2 separate regions of the Mus musculus genome follow, and region 2 is linked to region 1. The links are chromatin contacts, called in public Micro-C maps. All regions are on one chromosome and are shown on one strand. Each heading gives the region's core, a stretch centred on a gene start, on an enhancer-like site or on the middle of the called end of the contact. The rest is flanking DNA. Distances are from core to core; before and after follow the strand shown. Region 1 holds the start of Slc33a1 (solute carrier family 33 (acetyl-CoA transporter), member 1). Region 2 overlaps Gm34462 (a long non-coding RNA gene).

Region 1 (6,173 bases), core at 169-2,668:
AACAAAAAGGAGAGATAGTCCATCCCTTAATCTCAGCGTTCAGGAGTAAGAGGCAGGTGGATCTCTGTAAGATCAAGTCCAGCCCGGTCTACAGAGTGAGTTTCATGCCAGTAAGGACCATACAGTAAGATCCTGTTGAAAAAAATAGAGACTTTTGGTCTCACATAGATAACACTATAAACTGTTTTCCACTCCAATTTTTGAGACAGAGACTTGCTATATATCCATGGATGGCCAGGAACTCGTTTTATAGACTAGTCTGGATTACAAGCATGCACCACCACAACCAACTCTGTTCCTCTCTTTAACAAAGATTAGAAGACTTCATGGTCACTGTGTTCTTTCATTGAAGTATATCAGACTAGGTGTGGTGGCTCATGTATAGAATCCTAGGACTCTAGAAGTTAAGGCAGGAGTATGGCCATAAGTTTGAGACCAGCCTGGGTACATATGCTAGCTTATGTAACCCAGGACTCAGTATCAATACAATGAAAATGAAAGACGAATAATAATAATAATAATAATAATAATAATAAGCAAAGTCTCACATTTCTATGACCATACAAGAGCTGGAGAGAAGGGGGAGGAGAGGAAAAGGAAGGACCCAGGGAGAAATGAGAAGAGAACATGGGAAATTAGCTAAGTGGTTAATAAGCTGTAGAAATCAGAAAAGTGGGAAGGCAGCAAATCCACAAGGGAATTTATGGTTTGTTTTTGTTTTTAATGAAGAAAGCATGTACTATTACACTTGAAATGGCATTTGAAAAACTGGCCAATTATGAATCCAATAAAATTCTTGGAAAACTTATTTCTTTGTTATCACTGAAATACTAAATCTAGTATCTCAACATTTCAAGCTCTAAGAGCTTCCAACGATTCACCAAAACTCGAAGAAGTGCGTCGTTATGCACTTAAAATGCATAACCATGGATGACATGAAAGGAGAAAGGTGGTTTCGAGACGTTTCCATTGGCAAAAAAATAAGATGCAGCAGACTGAAATTTACCTCCTTCACTCTGTGTATCTAGCGTTCCCCTACATTTCTTCCTTGACATTGGGGGAAATGGACAGCCTTATTCGTTCTGTGTATTAGGTAGGAGTGTTTCCATTTAGTCGGGCATAAAGGACCCACAACCTGACACCAAAGCTTAGTAACTGCAGGTTCACAAAGCAGCATTATTACCCAACTACAAGCCTGGAAGTTATGTACTGAATTAAATAAGTACAAACTCGCCTACAGACCTTGTGCAATGTTATCACCAAGGCCTAGGCCAATCCAGAAAACCCGCGCTCACGTGGCGACGAGGGCCCAATGGCCGAGGCACACGAGTTCCATGCAAGCGCATGCGCAAACGGAACCGGGTTTGTTAAGACGTTCCGTCCTGGACGCTCGGTACGCTGGCGTTATTCCTCCCTCGGGGTTAGAATCGAGGGAATTAATGGTTCCTAGCAAACGTTGCTCGCGGTCGCCGCCACCGGAACTTGTTCTGATTCGCTGGCTCCGTCGGGAGGCACGGAACCCATTTTGGCAGGGAACCACTTCCCGAAGCGCGAGGCAGGAAGTTATCCTTTACCTCTGGTGTCTACTGAGGAGGGTGCCCGCTGCAGTGTCAGCTGGTGGACGGGCAAGAGAGCGTTCGAGTCCCCGCTGCAGTTAAGAGCCAGACTCCGTCGCAGCGCCACGGCACGCTCCGCCAGCCTCAAGCCGGGTGCGGCTGCACGGGGAGCTCTTGCCGGCTCCCTGAAGTCGCTCCTGTGGGCAGCGACCCAGGCTTCGCCTGGGCCACCTGCCAGGGATCTGGCTCCCTGCTGCAAAACAGCGACCAGTCTCTCCGCGTCCGCCCTCCCGGCGTTGAACCACCGTGACCCGGGTCCAGAGAGACTGCCTTGGACCTGGGACTAGACTGATCAAAACGCCAGCCTCAGGCCCCCACACACCGGGCTCTGCGTCGTCTCTGATATGTCACCGACCATCTCCCACAAGGACAGCAGTCGGCAGCGGCGGTCAGGCATGTTTAGCCACGCTCTGGATATGAAGAGTGGCCCGCTGCCACCGGGCGGCTGGGATGACAGTCGCCGAGACTCGGTGGGCGGGGAGGGGGACCGGGAAGTTCTTCTAGGTGATGCCGGCCCTGGTGACTTACCTAAAGCCCCGCGGAGCTATAGATCCGAACTAAGTAGCATTTTGTTACTACTCTTTCTTTACGTGCTTCAGGGCATTCCCTTAGGCCTGGCGGGGAGCATCCCCCTCATTTTGCAAAGCAAAAATGTTAGCTATACAGATCAGGCTTTCTTCAGTTTTGTCTTCTGGCCATTCAGTCTTAAGTTGCTCTGGGCTCCCTTGGTTGATGCCGTCTACTTTAAGAACTTTGGTCGTCGCAAGTCCTGGCTTGTCCCTACTCAGTATACACTAGGAATCTTCATGATATATTTATCCACTCAAGTGGACCGTTTGCTCGGAAATATTGATGGCAGAACACCGGATGTAGTTGCTCTCACTGTGACATTCTTCTTGTTTGAATTCCTGGCTGCCACACAGGACATCGCTGTGGATGGTTGGGCATTAACTATGTTATCCCGGGAAAACGTGGGCTATGCTTCGACATGCAATTCTGTGGGCCAAACAGCTGGCTACTTTTTGGGCAATGTTTTATTTTTGGCTCTTGAATCTGCTGACTTTTGTAACAAATACTTGCGGTTTCAGCCTCAACCCAGGGGAATCGTTACCCTTTCAGGTAGTGTACTTAAAACTATTATACTGTTAGGTTTATTTTATGCTTATGAATGCTTTTGATGAAACATCAGATGGGAGCTCTCATTTGTTTGCATACATTTTTTACTTTTAATGATGCACAAGATATTTTACTTCATTTCCCTTTCAAATTAACACAATATTGGATTCCATTATGAGATTTTCATACTTTGCTCACAATCACTTCCATAACACAGCCTTGTTCTCTACATCTACCTCCTAGTCGTCTTCCTTTAAACAGTTCACACACACATTTTTCTTTTCCTTCCAGATTCTTTCTAGAAGAGAAACCATTTGATGTTTGTCCTTCTGCTTGCTTTTGAATTTTTTCTGAATTCTGTTTACAGGATTTTTAAAAGGCTCTATATATCCAGCTTGAGACACAGTCCTGCTTCACCCTCCCGAGTGCTAATATTACAAGCATGTGCCACTACAGCTGGCTTTTTAAATTTTACTGGGAACTTATATGATAGATACCTAAGTATGTTTTCTGTTTTATTAAAGTGTGCTTCTTTCAAGTATTCCTTATGTCAGCCTATTAACACAGTCATATTGATCAGTACTCTTTAGTGAATAGGAAAAAAGCAACCGATAGAATCACAAAATTTCTGAATTAAAGATCCATGGACATTTGCCTGACACAGAAGTATACATTTTAAAATGTGGGTCATATGGTTCACATTTTTTCTTTTGTGTTTTGGTGAATGTTTTCTTGCTTTTCAATCTTTTTCCACCTTTATTTCACAAGTAGTCCCCATTTACCCATCTACTGAATGGGAAGAGTATTTAATATAAGCATTCTGGAATTGGCTAAGTGGCAGGATTCTGAGGACCTACTGCAAATAAAGACTGTCTGTGCAAACTAGGAACAGTAGAGATGAACATTGCTGAGGCCCAGAATAGCCGGCCAGTGACCATGGTAGAGATAACAGTTGACTTTATTATTAGTTAAACCTTTATGTAAGCTGGTGTGATTTTTTTTTCTTTTTATTTATTTATTTTTGGTATAACTGGAATTTGAACTTTGTTCTCCAGAAGATTCTAAAATAGCTTACTTTAATTAATTTCTATCCATAGTTGACTTATGATTTAGTCTAAAACATTTTAAGTTAAAGAGTTTTTAATTTTAATGCTTACACATAACCACATTACTAGTTTTGAGGTTTCTGTAATTTGGTAATAACATAACTATATTCTGTGTATTCTGTTTCTGTTTGTGTGTTCCTGGTTCTGGGAAATGAACCTAGTACTTCTACATAAAAGGGAAGCCATCTTCTACTGTGCTAAGTCTCAATCCCATTATTAACCAGTGGGACTTTTTCCTTTTTTTCCTCTCTCAGTGCTAGGAATCTATTATTGACCTTTGTCTAGCCCCTAGTTTTCAACAAGAGTCTAGACTGGTCTTAGACTTCTATTCCCTAAGGACACATATAGTTAATTATGTACACCACCATGCCCAGTTTAACTACCTAGTGGTTCTGAGGAATTTAAAGAATGTGGAATCATAAGGAAATATCGTTGCCTAGGTAGTTAAAGAGAAGATAAAAACAGTATCTAGAAAATCTGTGTATTGGAAACCGTAACTTGAAACAAAGAAAACAGCCAAGGGTTTGAGGATGGTTCTGCTGATAAAAGGTCTTGTTGCTCTTGCAGACGTTTTAAGTTTGGTTCCCAGCACTCATATGGTGGCTTACATCCTTCTGTAACTACAGTTTTAGGGGATTTAGTACCCTCTTCTGGCCTCCACAGACACCAAGAATGCAGAGTGCATGTACTTACATTCAGGCAGAATACTAGTACACATGAACATAAACCTTTTAAAAACATTGTAATTCTGTAATTAATTATGGATACTACAGAAGGAATATACTGAGGAATGGTTTGGACATTTAAAAAGCAGTGCTCTATAGACAGCAAATTGAGAACAGGAAGATGGGATGAGATAAGATCTGGAGGAAACAACCTTGGTTATATTGACTGCTTTTTTATAGCTTCATAACAGTTCTGAACCTTTTCTCTCATTCCATTTGTTTTCCAAGAACCTCTAGAGGCAAAGACAGACCCTTAAACAGCGAGGAGTAAGTAATGAACAGGACAGAAGGATGACAGATGTGGCTTTTCCTTCTCTATAATGAGAAGAATGTTGTCAAGAGGCTATTTACAGATAGATGGGCCAGGCAGTGGTGGTGCACACCTTTGATCCTAGCACGAGGGAGGCAGAGGCAGGCGGATTTCTGAGTTGGAGGCCAGCCTGGTCTACAGAGTGAGTTCCAGGACAGCCAGGGCTACACAGAGAAACCCTGTTTAGAAAGAAAGAAAGAGAGAGAGAGAGAAAGAAAAGGAAAGAAAGAAATGAAGGAAGAAAGAAAGAAAAGGAAGGAAGGAAAGAAAGAGATAGATGGACTTGGAGTTAGGTATTTGTAACTGTTAATATGATATTTTGTCTATAGTTGGTAAGAAGTTAGTGGAATCCTCAAGGAAAACCTTAAGATGGAATTATCTTAATATAAGGCTTTTTTTTATGGGACAAATATAACATTGTGATTCCCAAGTTATCTGAAAGCATCACCCACTTTTAGAATGCCTGATTCTTAGTAATGATAGGTTAAAGTTTTAATTTTTTAACTGACTTAGGCTGAGCCACCATGTCAGTTCTGTACGCTTAATTGCTGAGCTACCTTTCCAGCCCCTGTGTGACTTTGAAATTTGTTTTAAAATGAGTATGCATATATAGGAGTCGATCAGAGAAAAAGAGGGTATATTTCTTTGGAAAAAAATGTAATGGATATAAATCCTATATCTACTGGTAAAGCACTATTTATAAGATAAGCATTTTGAACAGGGAAGAAAGCAGACCAATATTTCCTTAATAATAAATTTGTCTTATAGTACTCATTACCTTTTTATGAAACAAATGCTTTTTAGAATTTAAGCAAGCTGAATTGGTTCATTACTAAATAGGTAAGTCATAAGTTGTTTGTATGTTTTTCTAATATTGGCTATACTACATCCTTTAGCACTCATGCGAGGCTTAAAGGATTACACTGGGAGAAAGCTCCGCACCTGAAAAGGGCTTGCACCACAAGCCCAAGACCTGATTTCAATTGCTGGAACCCACAGTGGAAGGAGAGAGCCTACTCCCCCAAACAATAATAAACAAAATATTACCTTTCCTTCAGTCATACGGGGAGAAGTTAGGTGACCATTGATGGGTGGTAAAGCTTTTTTCTAATACTAGGAGTTAAAAATGGAAAAGTTTATGGTTTAACTTTTTTTTCTTTTTTTTTTTTTTTTGGTTTTTCAAGACAGGGTTTCTCTGTAGCCCTGGCTGTCCTGGAACTCACTTTGTAGACCAGGCTGGCCTCGAACTCAGAAATCCACCAGCCTCTGCCTCCCAAGTGCTGGGATTAAAGGCATGCGC
Region 2 (6,173 bases), core at 2,718-5,217, 270 kb before region 1:
AAATTGTTCAAAGTCCTTACTCATCAGAGAAATGCAAATCAAAACAACCCTGAAATTCCACCTCACACCAATGAAAGTAGCTAAGATAAAAAAGTCAAGTGACAGCACATGCTGGCGAGGATGTGGAGAAAGAGGAACACTCCTCCATTGCTGGTGGGATTGCAAACTGGTGCAATCACTCTGGAAACCAATCTGGCAGTTCTTCAGAAATTTGGAAATGGTTCTACCTGAAGACCCAGCTATACCAATGTTGGGCATATACCCAAAAGATGCCCCACCATACCACAGGGACACATGCTCCACCATGTTCATAGCAGCCTTATTTGTAATAGCCAGAAGCTGGAAACAACCCAGATGCCCCTCAACAGAAGAATGGATACAGAAAATGTAGTTTATTTACCAATGGAATACTATTTAACTATTTAAAACAAGGACATCATACATTTTTCAGGCAAATGGGTGGAACTAGAAAAATATCATTCTGAGTGAGGTAACTCAGACCCAAAAGGACAAACATGGTATGTACTCATTGATAAGTGGATATTAGCACAAAAATACAGAATACCCAAGATACAACTCATAGACATAAGAAGTGTAACAAGCAGGAATGCCCAACTGAGGATGCTTCAGTCCCACTTAGAAGGGGGAAAAATAACCATGCAAGGCAGGGGAAAGACCTGGTTAGGAGATAGGAGGAGGAGAAAAGGGAAACAGGATCAAATATGGGGTTGGGGGGACAGGAGAGAAGCCCAGAGGGCCAAGAGAATAAATGAAAATTAGCAGCCTCGGGGAATGGGAGGTGAGGGACCCTCTAGAGAGTACCAGAGACCCAGGAGGTGACTCAAGACTCATTGGGGCTAACCTTAGCCAAAACACCCAACGCTGGGGAAAGGGAACTGGAAGAGTCCACCTCCAGTAGATAGACAGGGCCTCAAGTGGAGGGGCAGGGTTACTAACCCTGTATTCAAAATTCCTGACCCAGAACTGTTCCTGTCTAAAAGAACTGCAGGGACAAAAATGGAGAAGAGACTGAAGGAAAGGCTGTCCAGTCACCAGCCCAACTTGGGATCCATCTCATGGGGGACACCAAGGCCTGACATTACTATACTATGATATGCTTTCAGAGGGGAGCCTGGCATAGCTGTCCTCAGAGAGGCTCTACCAGCAGCTGACTGAGACAGACACAGATGCTTACACCCAACCATTGGGCTGAAGTCGGGGATCCCTATGCTTGAATTAGGGGAAGATCGAAGAAGCTGAACGGGAGAGCAGCCCCATAGGAAGACCAGCAGACTCAACTAAGTCAGACCCCAGGGAGCTCCCAGAGACTGAGCCACCAACCAGGAACATACATAGGCTGGTCCAAGCCCCTTGGCACATATGTAGCAGAAGTCTACCTGGTCTGGCCTCAGTGGGAGAAGATGAGCTTAATCCTCGAGAGACTTGAGGCTCCAGGGAAGGGGGAGGCCTTTGGTGGGGGAAGAGCACCCTCTCGGAGGCAAGGGAGAGGAGGAATGGGATGAGGAACTTTGCTTGGGGGGGTGGGAGGGATGGGGAGGCAACGACTAGAATGTAAATAAATAAAATAATTTAAATTAAAAAAAAAAAAAAAAAAAAGATCTATAACAATTTTAGAATCATTCTTAGGGATGACAATGGGGGATGGCAGGCCAGGTAGCAATGCCCCCATGGGAACCATAGTTTTGTTAATGGCGCGTAAATCTTGTAATAGGTGCCATTTTCCTGATCTTTTCTGTATGACAAATATGGGTGTATTCCAAGGGGATGTGGAGGGCTCAATATGCCCAGCGGCCAGCTGTTCCTGCACTAACTCTAGGACCGCTGATAACTTTTGGGAAGAAAGGGACCATTGGTCAATTCGGATAGGATTGTCACTCTTCCAAGTGATTTTATCAGCCTGGAGCACAGGGGAAGCAATGGCCCTCAAGAAAAACTTTGATACCCTAGCCCAGTTTGATCACTCTTATGTGAAACGCTTATGGGTGTAGGCATGCCTTGGCCCTCCTTTCCTAGACCTTGTCCTGGCAAAAAGCCTTGGGACAACATCTGTTGGGTTACAATCTCATTTGAACTACACATAATTACTCTCATCTGAGAGAGAATATCTCTTCCCCACAAATTAACCGGCAGGGATTCAACAACAAAAGGCTGCACTGTGCCAGAATTCCCTTCTGAATCTTCCCATGTCAAAATTTTAGAACTCTGTAAGGTAGTTTTGAACTAGCCAATGCCCTGTAAATGTGTAAGGGAAGGTTGAAGTGGCCAAGCAGAGGACCAGGAATTTTTTGCAAAGATGGTGGCATCAGCCCCACATCCATAATGCCCTCAAACCATCGCCCCTCTAACTTAAAGCATAGCGTAGGACGTTCTCTAGATACAATCTGGACCCAGAAAAGATCTGATGACCCTGACTGAGAGGTCCCCCAATGCCTCCCAATAACCAGGTTCTGGGTGTTCAATGGGAGGGGCAAAGCCAGTGCAACCCACTGTCCTTGAGGGAGTAAGATCGGCCTTGAGCTGGAACTAGCTAAAATCTTAATTTCTCCTATAAAGTCATTATCAACCAGGGAAGGGTGAACAATTAGGCCCTTGATGGTGGATGAGGCGCATCCCAGAATGAGAAAAAAACATATTAAGAGGGAGGAGGACCAAAGACACCAGTAGGTAAGGCCTGAACAGCACTTTCAGGTTTTAAAATTGTACTGGTGGAGGTACACAGAACCAGTTCTGCTCTCCCAGGGGTTGCTCTGAAGAACTGAGTGGAGCAGTCACAGGCTAAGACATTATTGTCTGCTGGCTGGTCCCCAAGGCCAGTCGGAAATGGATGGGTCTCAGGGCCTGGGGCTGGCCCCTTAAGCCGTTTCCCTGAAGGGGTGGCAAAGGATTACCCATGGCACCCGTCTTGGAGCAGCACTGATTAGCCCAATGTTTGCCTCTCTTACATCAGGGGCACACCTTGGCAGGTACAGAAAGTGTTGGCCCCAGAGGCTAAGGCAGAGGGCTCGGCATGCCCTGTGTCGGGGGGCACTGCTTGGCAAAATATTCATGCTGTCCATGTTTATAACAACTTTTAGAAGGGACAACAGCTTACAAGGCAGCCCCCACAACCAAATTCACACTCTGAAAAAGGCTCTGTGAGATCCTGACCCATCCGGCATGTCCAGTTATTCGAGGGTCTCAAGGGGACCTTCTCCTAAGAACCAAATTGGGGGGTAGAGAGAGATGTGAATTTTGTGTGAAGAACAACACGGAAACATTCTGAGTAACATCAAGGTTCCAATGTATTAGCCAGGCCCAAGGTTTAAATGTACAAGCAAAAGGGGAAGTGCCTTTCAGCAGGAGGGGTGGGGCAGTAGAATTGCACAAGCAAAAGGGGAAGTACAGGTAATTATCAGCGGGAGGTGTGGGCAATAGAATTGCACATTCTTTAGGCAGTTACATGGGGAAGCAGGAACTTGGTGGTATCAGGGTGTGATCAGGACATCTGGCGCTGACTTAGGGTTGGAACATTCTGTGGTTGTTCTTGGAACGGTGTGTCGGTGGCCCACTCTTGACCTCCTTTTCTTCTCGGGGGGGGGAGAGGACCAATTCAGAGATCAGGACAATTGTGCTGTCTTAATGGCTCCCAACAAGATCCTATGAGTGAAGGTATCTATGTCACTGCAAAGTCTCATGAAATCATCAAGAGTCTTATTTTTGGTCTGGCCTGGAAGAACAGCCTTACAGGCAGAATTGGCATTCTCATAGGCCAACTGTTTTATAAACTTGCTATTATTTTCCTCAGGGCCCAGGACCTTTTCAGCAGTTTCTAAGATTCTCCCCACAAACTCATTGTAAGGCTCCTGAGCTCCCTGAATAATTTTGGTCAATGGGGTAGTCATAGAGCTCTTTGAAGGGACGGCCGCCATGCCCCAAGGGCAGCCACATTAACATGCGACAGGAGTCAGGTGGGGAATTTAAGTTGGCGCTTCTCAGACACATATTTCCCCTGTCCAATGAATTTATCAAGAGTCCACTCAGCCGCAGGCGCTTTGGGATCTCTCTGGTTCTGCCTTGCGAGAGATTGGCACCTATCTAGAAAATCAGCTTTCCAAAACAAAAACTGTCCAGGAGTCAAAACTACCTGGGAAACTAGTTACTAAACCACTCTGAGAGTAAGGGATCCCCCTCCGGAGAGGGCTTCAAGCATGGAAACAGTAAAGGGTGCATTAGGAGCATAATTTTTGACTGCAGTATTAAGATCCTTAAGAGGCTTAAACTTTAATCTTTTATACTCAGTCATTTCTCCAGACGGGGCTTCGGGAGCTGCGGCCGAGGTCGCATTTTCAGTTTCACTCTCGCTTGCTTTTTCATCCTCGTTGCCATTTTCTGTATCAGCAGCGGGGTCCTCCTCTGAGAAGGAAGCCTCTTTGGTGCTCTGGCGGGTTAACACGGGGAACAGCTGGGTCCTCTGAGGAAGACATAAATTGATAATAACGGAGGGGCATGGTGAGGGAGGTTGTGGCAACTGTGGGTCTGCAATCTTTACAGAGAACATAGAGGCCAAGCGAGAAATTTGTTTAAGGAAATCATCAGCCAATGAAACAATCTTGCCTGACTCAGCCGAGGATGGCTTAATGATATCTCTAATAAGACCCCAATAACTAAAGGTCTGAGTAGGCACTGCATCTGGTCCTTCTTTATTTAAAAGATCATTAAGATCACATCCTATCTTTTCTCATTTAAAGGGATGAATCTCTGGTCCATCTATTATGAACCATGGACAGACTTGGGAGACAAAGATAAAAAAATTTTGTCAAATCTTTCTTTTTAACTCTAACTCCTCTTTCCCTGAGACAGGCTTTTGAGATCCTTAATGAAGCATGGCTCTTTAGAAAGGTTTTGGCCCATTTCTATAGGACAGAGAAATGTTAACTTACTAAGGAGGATGACTTTCTCTTATGAGGGGTGAGAGCGCTCCTCAAAACGACTTCCTCGAGGCAACCTTCTCAGGAAAATGGGCTCCGTACCTCGGGCCCCATGTTGGGCTCCACTTGTCCACCCGTGGGACCCAGTTATCTGAGGGAGACCTTGCCTGAAAGAAAAATGGGCGGGAAAGAAGGAGGAGACCAAGTAAATGATCCTATCAAGGTCTGTTTATTGCGAGCAAGGTTACAGAATAAAAGCAGTAAGAAGGAGGAAGTAAAGAGGGAGAAACTTGCCCTTGCCTCAGCCTGAGGGTGGACGTGGTTCTGCATAACTGCCTGGGAGCACGATATCGATTCTTAGCTCAGGGAACATCCTGTGGTTTTTTTCCCCCGGTGTAGTCTCCCCTCCCCTAGCCTGAAACCTGCTTGCTCGGGGTGGAGCTTCCTGCTCATTCGTTCTGCCACGCCCACTGCTGGAACCTGCGGAGCCACACACGTGCACCTTTCTACTGGACCAGAGATTATTCGGCGGGAATCGGGTCCCCTCCCCCTTCCTTCATAACTAGTGTCGCAACAATAAAATTTGAGCCTTGATCAGAGTGACTGTCTTGGCTACATTCTTTTCTCTCGCCACCTAGCCCCTCTTCTCTTCCAGGTTTCCAAAATGCCTTTCCAGGCTAGAACCCAGGTTGTGGTCTGCTGGCCGGACACAACACCCCGGAAAGTTTGCAGTTACTATTATCTGATCTTGATGTTCTGTCAGCTGTCGTTCCAAAAGGTCGTAAGTTTCTCAAGAAGGGAGGGGAACTTTGGCTTATGACTCAGTGTCAGTCTCCAACAGTCAACCATCATTGGGAAGAGAGGCCCCTTGGTCTTGCAAACTTTATGTGCCCCAGTACAGGGGAACACCAGGGCCAGAAAGTGGGAGTGGGTGGGTAGGGGAGCAGGGCAGGAGAGGGTATAGGGGACTATCAGGACAGCATTTGAAATGTAAATGATGAAAATGTCTAATAAAAAAAATAGGAAAAATAAAAGAAAAAGAAATGCTTGCTGAAAGGAGCCTGATATATCTGTTCTCTGAAAGGACGTGCCCAAATCTTACAAATACAGAGGTAGATGCTCACAGCCAACCACTGGCCTGAGCACAGGGACCCCAATGGAGGAGTTAGAGCAAGGATTGAAGGAGATGGAGGGGTTTGCAACCTTATAGGAAGAACAAAAATATCAACCGACCAACCCCCAACC

Evidence for each region. A called contact is a pair of places that touch in the nucleus more often than the background predicts.
Region 2: a contact with region 1 is called in a Micro-C map of the G1E-ER4 cell line, with 5 times the contacts expected there. The contact joins the enhancer-like site here to the promoter of Slc33a1 in region 1. A contact is called at or near these places in 4 of 39 promoter capture datasets (HPC-7-derived erythroid cells, embryonic stem cells, liver and 1 more), 2 of 15 datasets of contacts at CTCF or cohesin (pro-B cells and stem cell-derived epiblast-like cells), 13 of 484 Hi-C or Micro-C datasets (the G1E-ER4 cell line, the HL-1 cell line, embryonic stem cells and 2 more) and 3 of 115 datasets of contacts at active chromatin or transcription factors (embryonic stem cells and epiblast stem cells).

The regions. Positions count from the first base shown.
Region 1 is chr3:63,959,978-63,966,150 of GRCm38.p6, reverse strand. It overlaps Slc33a1 (solute carrier family 33 (acetyl-CoA transporter), member 1), which reads left to right and starts at 1,418. Exons shown (of 6, transcript NM_015728.5): 1 at 1,418-2,735. The coding sequence starts at 1,961. It also overlaps a transcript of Gmps not described here.
Region 2 is chr3:64,232,920-64,239,092 of GRCm38.p6, reverse strand. It overlaps Gm34462 (a long non-coding RNA gene), which reads right to left. Exons shown (of 3, transcript XR_375709.3): 1 at 4,941-6,173; 2 at 4,296-4,471; 3 at 3,633-3,657. Among named protein-coding and RNA genes, the nearest start is that of Gm34462, 4.9 kb to the right of the region's middle. Within about 2 kb of position 3,967, at least 24 of the 459 cell types and tissues checked have an H3K27ac peak or open chromatin away from gene starts, as enhancers often do. A contact at or near this core is called in the G1E-ER4 cell line, where this site is marked.